2 separate regions of the Sus scrofa genome follow, and region 1 is linked to region 2. Evidence: chromatin contacts called from public Hi-C data. All regions are on one chromosome and are shown on one strand. Each heading gives the region's core, a stretch centred on a gene start, on an enhancer-like site or on the middle of the called end of the contact. The rest is flanking DNA. Distances are from core to core; before and after follow the strand shown. Region 1 holds the start of RANGAP1 (ran GTPase-activating protein 1). Region 2 holds the start of XRCC6 (X-ray repair cross complementing 6).

Region 1 (4,489 bases), core at 1,651-4,150, 280 kb after region 2:
GTGGGCAAGGCCACACACACACACACAAAAGGGAGCCCGAAGACCACCCCAAAGAAAAATCGGACTGATTCAATCAATCGGTCCTAGCTGGCATCGGCACAGGAATAGCATCAGGTCTGATTGGGAGCATCTCAGCCTTTTCAGATGATGATTCATCATAAGGACACATCAGTGACCCTGACTGGAGTCCAGTTCCAAGGAGGAAACCCGAAGCATCCGCGACAGGCCAGGCCCCAAGAGGATGCTGCCCAGAGAGAAACAGGACCTGCCCAGAGGCTCTCCCAGGCTGAGGAGGAAGCTGCCAAGAACAGTTTTACCTCTGACTGTGAAAAACCTCACAGACCAACTGCTATGGGGATTTGTAGCTTGCTGTGGGGCCCAGAGGAAGGGGACTCATTCTGGCTGGAGTGGCATAGGAAAGCTTCCTGGAGGAGGTGGCATTTGACAGGGGTCTGGTAAGCAGAGAAGGAGAGGTAGCGTGAAGAGGATCCACATCTCATAGTTGTGTGAACGGGGTCTGGAGCTTGAGTTTTCTAAGCTCTATGTGGGGAAGGGTGGCAGTGATGGTTGTAAAGATGAAATCAGCTGCATATGGAAGAATCTGGCACAAAATGCATTTAACCTTGAATGGCAGCGAATGCAGAAGCATGTACGTGAGCTGAGTTATGAGTGGTGTCTTTGGAAACGAGGGCGGCATATGTTGACAGTGATTATTTCTGGGCACTAGGAGTTTCACAGGTAATGTTTACTTTTCTCTTTATCCTGTTCTGTGTTGGTTGGAATGTTTACAAAGAACACATGCTATTTGCAAAATGGTTAAAAAGTTCTTTGTGAAAAGAAAAAAACTATTTGTGTTCTAATACTTAAAAAATAATTTGAACCTGCAGAAAAGTAGCGAAAATGTAACTCCTATCAACTTTCACCCAGATTCGCTTATTAACATTTTGCCACACTTGTACTCTCTCTCCCTTTCTCTCTTTCTGTAGATGTACAGTTTTTGAGCCACTTGAGGGTCAACGGCAGACCTCATGCTCCTAATTATTTCAGAATATAAGTCCCAAGAATAAGGGTGGTCTTTACATAACTCAGTACAAAAATAAAAATCAGAAGGTTGGAAGTTCCTGCTGTGGTTTCCTGGGTAAAAAGCCTGACTAGTATCCATGAGGACATGGGTGCAATCTCTGGCCTCACTTAGTGGGTTAAGGATCTGACACTGTCCTGACCTGTGGTGTAGGTTGCAAACACTGCTCGATCTGGTGTGGCTGTGGCTGTAGCATAGACTTGCAGCTGCAGTTCTATTCCACCTTAGCCTGGGAACTTCCATATGCTGTGGGTGAGGCCCTAGAAAGGAAAAAAAAAAAAAAATCAGAAAGTTTAACATTGATGCAATAGTGGTATCCAACATACAAATTGTGCTGTCTCAATATTGCTCTTTGTAGTAATTCCTCCCCCACTCCACCAGCAGGATCCAATCCAGGACCATGTATTGAATTTAATTATCCTCTCCTTTTATGTTTGTTATTTATTTTTTAATCCATCCCTCCAGCCCCCACACATGTGGAAGTTCCAGGGCCAGGGATCTAACCTGCTGTCAGGGCCCTGGGATCTTTCACGCTGAGATAGGAGGGAACTCCAATTGTGTCTTTATTTTTATTTTTCACTCTTTTAGGGCCACACTCTAGGTATATGGACGTGCCCAGGCTGGGGGTGGAATCTGAGCTGCAGCTGCAGGCCTAAGCATCAGCCACAGCAACACTGGATCCAAGCCGCATCTGTGACTCTACATCATGGATCGCAGCAACAGCTGGATCCTTAACACACAGAGCAAGGCCAGGGATCGAACCCGCATCCTCAGGGATACCAGTAGGGTTTGTAACCCCCTGAGATACAACAGGAACTCCCCCAATCGTGTCTTTAATCTGCAATAATTCCTTAGCTTTTCTTTTTTATTTTATTTATTTATTTTCATTTTTGGTTGCCTCGCGGATATGGAGCTCCTGGGCCAGGATCAGATTCGAGCCTCAGTTGCAACCTAAGCTGAAGGGGCAACTCCGGATCCTTTAACCCACTGTGCCTGAATGGGGATCAGACGGGCGTCCTAGCGCTTCCAAGGCGTGGATCCAGTTCGGCCACAGCGGGAGCTCCTCCTCAGCTGTTCTTTGTCTTTCATGACACAGACATATTTGGAAGAGCACGACCTCGTTATTCTGTAGCATGTCCCTCGGTTTAGGAATGCCTCATGTTTCCCCATGATTAATTTTATGCGGATGGTGATGCTGTGTCCTTCTCAGTACATCTCTGCGGGAAGTGTGCGACGAATGTCAGTTTGTCTGGTTACTGACGTTAAGTGGATCAGTTAAAGTGGTGTGGAAGTTTCTCTGCTATCGGGTTACCATTCCCCCCTTTTCCTCCCCTTTTTAATTTGTGGCTATTTATGTCAGAGGCTTCGAATGTCCTTCCAATTTCATGGGACAAAAAAAAGCCGAGGCTTTCCCTTTAGGAAATGGATACCTATTTCTTGCTGAATAGATCCAGCAGCCAGCCTTCGGCAGTGGCAGCCTTTGTCAATAAAGTTACGTGAACCGGGACCTTTCCGGAAGGGATCAGATGGTCCGGCCGCAAGGCATGTAGGGAATTGTGGTCGCTCTGGGCTCTCACCGCTAAACGCCGCCCAGTGGCCTCCCGGAGAAAAAGCCAGAAGCCGAAAAGGGTGGGCAAAGAGGGACTCGCGAAGGGCCCTGGACATGGTGCCTCACGGGAATTGTAGTCCGCGGGCGCTGTCCTGCGGCGCCCCGCTGAGTCCCGCGCAGGAGAACTGGACTACCGTACCCGACAGGCCACGCGCGTAGGGGGAAGGGGGAGCCGGACCGGGCCTCCAACAAATCAAATCGAAGGAAAGAAACTGCCGGCTTTCAAAATCCTCCTCCTCCGCCATCATCCGCCGCGGTGCGCGGAGCAGGTGGTGTTGAAGGTGCGAGCGGCGAGAACCGCTGGGATTGCTGACGGACAGGTGGGCTGGGCATCGGGCCTCTGGACTGGAGGCAGCGACCCCGACCTGATCTGACCCGGACCCTAAATCAGTCCTCGCCCACCTGGGCGAACGCGCGCGCTCCGGTCTCCCCACGCGGCGGCGGCGCCGCCTGTTTACGGTAGGAGCCGGGTCCCTTGCCTTTATCTGTCACCTGCCTGGGATTGGGGCGGGGGCGGCGCGGTCCTGGAACTGGGCAAGGAAGGTATGATTCCCCGGGGCGCTTTCTGCGTGCCCTCTCGGCCGAGCTCTTCGTGCCCTCGATGGCCGAGCGCGCGAGGGGGGTGAGAGTGGGGCGCTGGCCATTTACGCAAGTAAGGAAACTGAAGTTTGGAGAAGGTGTCAGGCCCACCCCGGCCGCCTAGCCCGCAGCTGCCAGCAGTGGCGTCGTCCTGTTAGCGTCGGTGTCATCTGGGGGCGGTGCGCGTCCGCCTGGGATCCCGGATGGGGCTCCCATGCTTCCCGCTTGTCATTTGTGGCTTGAACACGCGCGTCGCTTCTCCGCGGCCACCACCCGATGGGCCCACAGCCGCGCGGAGGGCCTGGACTGGCGCCGCAGACCCCGGGGCCAGTGTGAGTCACTGCTAGCACTTGACGGGAGCGGTGCCTGTGTACCTGTGGCAATCTGCGACACTCCTGTCCAGAGTGTGTGTAATGACAGTCTTTGCTTTGCTGGCCCTTTGCAGACCTTGGACCAATCAGTTCACCTCTCTGTGTGCCAGTCCCTTAGTCTTTATAGTGGATGGTGTGAGTGTACTGGACTGAGAAATGGACCCTTCTCCAGCTGAAGTTCTGTGTTCCTATTCCATCTGGTGGCCTCCCCTTCATTTTTCTAGCCTCAAATTGTCTCATACCAGAACTACAAGAGGTGGGGGTGGGGTTCGGGCTAGTTTTTATTCTTTTTTTTTTTTTTTGTCTTTTTCTAGGGCCGCACCTGCAGCACATGGAGGTTCCTGGGCTAGGGGTCTAATTGGAGCTGTAGCCTCCAGCCTACGCCAGAGCCACAGCAATGGGGGATCTGAGCCGCGTCTGTGACCTACACCACGGCTCACAGCAACGCCGGATCCTTAACCCACTGAGCAAGGCCAGGGATCAAACCCGCAACCTCATGGTTCCTAGTCAGATTCGTTAACCACTGAGCCACGACGGGAACTCCTAATTTTTATTCCATTTCATCCCTTCATTCTTGGAGCAGCGGATGAGGTGGTCCTGTCAACACACCTGTCAGACCACCGTCTCTCTATCATTGGTTCAATTTGTCACTCACAGTAAAAGCCAGAGTTCTTAAAATGCCATTTGCGACGGAGGCCCTTCTTCATTTCTCTTTTCCTCATCGCTCACCTCTTTTCCCCCTTCCCCTCTGTGCTCGCTCTAGCCCCCCTGCCCTCCTTGCAGTTCCTCTAACCACCCTTCCCCTACGGGAGCCTTTGCATTTGCTGTTTCTTTTGCAGGAATGTTCTT
Region 2 (4,832 bases), core at 2,314-4,813:
CCATGAGCTGTGGTGTAAGTCACAGACATGGCTGGGATCTGGCGGGGCTGTGGCTGTGGCGTAGGCCAGCGGCTACAGCTCTAATTTGACCCCTAGCCTGGGAACCTCCATATGTTGTAAGTGCAACCTTCAAAAGTTTGGCCTTCAAAAGACCAAAAAAAAAAACCAAACCCAACCTAGGTTGTTGGTCTTTTTGTTGTAATAATCTTTTTCAATGTCTAAATGTATCACTTACAAAAGGACTCATTTCCACAACATAATTGCTGGAATTTCCTTTCTTCCTTTACAGTCCCATCTCTACAGAGAGAGGAGCCTACTTCTACTCCAGAGACTAATGCAGAAGAAGGTGGGAGCAATAAATTCCTTGGGTCACAAGTTTGAACCCACAATAAAATGGAGCTGTTTCCCAATACTGCTCCTCTTTTTTCAACTACAAGTATAGGTAGCCATCCTGGAAAGCTAACCAAAATTTGTCATTCCAAACAAGCTTTTCCAAGGCTGCGTATCTTTTTAAGCAGTGTTAATATTTTTTGGGGGGGTGGGGGGGGAATTTTAACTAAATGAAAAAGTAGTCTTACCTGGATGCTCATGTCAAAAGGAGTCAATTCATCTTCATCCTGAGATTCAAACATGGCTCTAGAAGCATCAACCAAAAAAATCAAACTGTCTCTTCCTGAACATCTATAATCTTCTATGGGGAAGAAAATGGAAGAAAATGGTGACCTTGTGTTCCTATTTATCATGTTTACTATTCACATAAAACAAAGAAAAGTCCATTAGACAAAACTACAACCTGATGAATTATTTCAAGGTGGACACTCTTAAAACCACCACCTGCATCAGGAAATTGATTCATGCCAGTCACCCCAGGAACTCTCTCCATGTTCCCTCCCAATTATAACACCCACCCTCATCCTAAGAGTAACCACTACCCTGACTTTTGATAGTCACTTCCTTACTCTTCTCCGAACTTGAATCATCCAAGCAAACATTCCAAACACTGGTTTCAACTTTAAAAAAGAAAGTTTTTAAAGCCTATGAATCTATTGATACCTTCTCCATCTTTTTTCTCATAACTTATTTGTTGAAAAAGTGGGATATTGTGTCAGGTAGTTTTCCACCTTCTAGATTTTGCTGATTGCACTCTTTTGGTGTAAATTAACATACCCCTGTGTCTTTTCTACTAAGGATCTAGAAAGGCTTCATTGGATTTGGGTTTTCTTTTTTCTGGCATGATTACATCATAGGTGATGCTGAGTTTTTCATAAAAAGTCAAACAACATCTGGTTGTCTCTTTTCTTGACAGTGCTGCTTCTTAATGTAATAATTACCCACATTTTCATATATATACATATATACATATACATATATATATACACACACATATACATATACATATATACATATACATACATATATATATACATATACATGTGGATATATATATATATATATATAGTTTGTTTTTGTTTTTGAGGTCCTCAACCATAACATATGGAAGTTCCTAGGCTAAAGGGTTGAATCGGAGCCTACGCCACAGCCACAGCCACAGCCATGCCAGAGGAACGCAAGTCCTCATGTATACTAGTTGGGTTCGTTACCGCTGAGCCACAACAGGAACTCCCTACCCATCTTTTCTAAAGCAATATAACAATATGTGTCAAGAGCCTTAAACAAAAATTTTAACTTGAGTCAGTGAATTCTTCTTAGGAATCTATCTTAGGAAAATATGATATGGAAAATATATTTTTTTCTTTTTCTTTTTACAGCCTCACCTGCAGCATATGGAAGTTCCCGAGCTATGTGCTGAATAGGAGCTACAGCTGCTGACCTATGCCACAGCCACAGCCACAATGGATCTGAACCTCATCTGTGACCTACACCTCAGCTTGCAGCAAGGCCTGATCCTTAACCCACTGAGTGAGGCCAGGGATCAAACCTGCATCCTCAAAGCCTCTATATCGGGTTCTTAACCTGCTGAGCCACAATAGGCACTCCTCAGATATGGAAAAATTCTTATGCAAAAACTTCCAGGGAGTTCTCTTTGAGGCTCAGCAGGTTACAAACCCAACTAGTATCCATGAGGATGTGGGTTTGATCCGTGGCCTCATTCAGTGGGTTAAAGGATCCAGTTTTTGCCGTGAAATGTGGTGTACATCACAGACACAGTTCGGATCCCACATTGCTGTGGTGTAGGCTGGCAGCTGTAGCTCCGATTGGACCCCGAGCCTGGGAACCTCCATATGCCTCAGGTGCAGCCCTAAAAAAAAAACAAGAAAGATACAATAAGAAAGGAAATGTGTATATATTTGTGTATATATATGTGACTGGGTCACTTTGCTGTATGGCAGAAACTGTCACAACATTGTACATCAACTATATTTTAATTTAAAAAGAAAGTCTGGAGCTCCCATCGTGGCGCAGTGGTTAACGAATCTGACTAGGAACTGTGAGGTTTCAGGTTCGATCCCTGGCCTCGCTCAGTGGTTTAAGGACCCGGCGTTGCCATGAGCTATGGTGTAGGTCGCAGATGCAGCTTGGATCTGCGTTGCTGTGGCGTAGGCCAGCAGCTGTAGCTCCAATTGGACCCCTAGCCTGGGAACCTCCATATGGCACGGGTGCGGCCCTAAAAATCAAAAATAAAAATAAAGTTTAAGGTTATAATGTCGTGAAGACTAAGAGTAGCTCTGCAAAGTTCAAAGAGAGAAAAGTATTTGAGATTCTCTTGGGAGAAAAGGGTGGGCCATGAGACAGCAAAGGTCACCCAACAGAGAGAGGCAGGGAAAGTCTTTCACACACGGATCCGTACATGTTAGTGAAAGTCACTCACCACCCGTTTCACGGCCCTCCTCCTCTTCTTCTTCATCGCCCTGGTTTTTGTAATAAGACTCCCACCCTGACATGTTGGTTACTGCTCACTAGGTGAAGGAAAGTTAAGGTCAGTAACAAGCAAATTTAAACCTAAAAGCTATCAACTCCTAGGCTCCTCTGAGATCTGTCCTAAAGGCTGGAGGTTACTCGAGAGGTATGCGGATGCTGGATCCTGCTACCTGAAGAGCTTGGTAATTGAGGTGCAGAGATAAATGGGCATGGGGATCATTCCAGAAGCAGCTTCACCTTAGCTATTCCTTAAGGACACTTCAGGGCCAGCGGCCTGGGCTGACCACTCTGAAGGTTGTGCCAGGGCAGTCTGACCTGGAGGTCCAGTCATCTGGACTTCAGAGATCCCTAGTTCAGGGTACTCGGTCCTTAAGCAGATCCACCTGTCTTCATCCCGCCCCCACATCTGCCCCAATTCTTCAGCTTTGCCTAGTGAGGTTTCTCAAACGCAAGTGGACCTCCAACACCGGGTGCTGTCTCCCCCCGGGAGGAAGGAAAGGGAATCAGAGAAGCTGTCTCCACGCCTCGAGTCCCCACACTTCTGGCTGACACTGTCCCGCGGAGAGGCTACTGGGATGCGCAAGGCTGAGTGGGCAAAGCAGGACGAAGCCAGCCCCAACCAGCGAGCAACAAACACAGAACACAACTCCCTCCCGCCTACCTTGGGCGCAAAGAAAAGATCAATTACCGGGAGAAGGCGGGGCGCCACACACGTCCAGTTCTCGCTCCCAATCAAAGCCCCTTACGTCACCACGCAGAGTGCGTCCTTTCCCCGTCCCGCTGACACGCCCACTCCCACAAGGCCCTTTCCACAGGAGTCCCGCTCTAACCCCACCCCGTCCGCAGAGCCCCGCCCTCCGTCGAAACCCCGCCCCCCGCCGGCCGTCAGGGCTGCGCGCACATGCGCGAGAATGCGTCCCCGCCCCCGCCCGGTCTTCCGCGAGGACCCTGCCCGTCCGCGCTCTGTCACCTCATAGTAGTCGTTGCCGGTGGCGGGTGCGGGGGCGCGAGCAGCGCTGGGCGGCCTCTCCCCCGCCCCTCAGGCCGGGCCCGGGCTCGGTCTCCCCCCTCCCTCCGCTCCCCGCCCCCGTCGGGTACGGGAAGGTCCTAGCCGCTGCCGGGTGCCTGAGGGACTTCGTGGCCCCAGCCGCCACGGGTCCCGATGGAGCCGCCGAATCTCTATCCGGTGAAGCTCTACGTGTACGACCTGTCCAAGGGCCTGGCCCGGCGGCTCAGCCCCATCATGCTGGGTGAGGGGAATGGGGCGGGCGGCAGGGGGGGCGGGAGCCGGGCGCGAGGGTGCCGGGACGGCGGGCCGAGGTGGGGAGGCCTGGGCCACGGCTGAGGGGGAGGCGCGGGGCCCACGGGATGGAGAACAGCCCGAGTGGAGAAGGAGTGAGTCTGAGGTTGGGCCCCTTCAGCCCCACTGGCCCATCTTCACGTTTGAATTCAGGGAGAAAGGATGGCGGAGTCACACCCTCCCGTAGCCCTTCAGAGCCCCTTCAGCCGGGAGGTGGGGGAAGCCGGCTCTGGGTCCCGGTGGGCGCCTTGACTCGTCGCCTGAGGAGCCGTCTACGCTCCTTCTTCCTCGGCGCTGTGTGGAGATGGTGCAGATGCCTGGCGCGCGGTTCCCCTCGCGGTGAAAGGGACACTGCGGAGGAGAGCCCTCCCTCCGTGCCAAAAGGGAACTCCTGCAGTCCCTGGGGTAGGTGGGAAGGGAGAGCTAGAGCTGCACAGGCGCCCAGCTAAGTCGGGTCGGCTGGAGCCCGAACTCAAGAAATCAACAAGTTCGGTCTGACCCTGACGTCTTCTCAGCAGTTTCTGAGTTCACCGTTTCTGCCCAGATGGTAAGAAAGCAATTCTGGGGGAGAATAGGATGCTGTTGTGCGCGTAAGGATTAGTAAGGGAAGGGTTTCCGTAGTGCTCCATTAAACTACTTACCCCCAGGAGAG

The links. Hi-C and Micro-C count contacts between places; a contact is called where the count stands out from the background.
Region 1: a Hi-C map of heart right ventricle shows a contact between it and region 2, with 2.4 times the contacts expected there. The contact joins the promoter of RANGAP1 here to the promoter of XRCC6 in region 2. A contact is called at or near these places in 1 of 47 Hi-C or Micro-C datasets (heart right ventricle) and 1 of 2 datasets of contacts at active chromatin or transcription factors (alveolar macrophages).

What each region holds. Positions count from the first base shown.
Region 1 is chr5:7,208,074-7,212,562 of Sscrofa11.1, forward strand. It overlaps RANGAP1 (ran GTPase-activating protein 1), which reads left to right and starts at 2,901. Exons shown (of 17, transcript XM_021091461.1): 1 at 2,901-3,149. It overlaps LOC110260635 (a long non-coding RNA gene), which reads left to right. Exons shown (of 2, transcript XR_002343885.1): 2 at 1-963.
Region 2 is chr5:6,925,518-6,930,349 of Sscrofa11.1, forward strand. XRCC6 (X-ray repair cross complementing 6) reads right to left here and starts at 3,564. Exons shown (of 13, transcript NM_001190185.1): 1 at 3,542-3,564; 2 at 2,831-2,918; 3 at 579-691. The coding sequence starts at 2,903. DESI1 (desumoylating isopeptidase 1) reads left to right here and starts at 3,854. Exons shown (of 6, transcript NM_001243397.1): 1 at 3,854-4,130. The coding sequence starts at 4,043.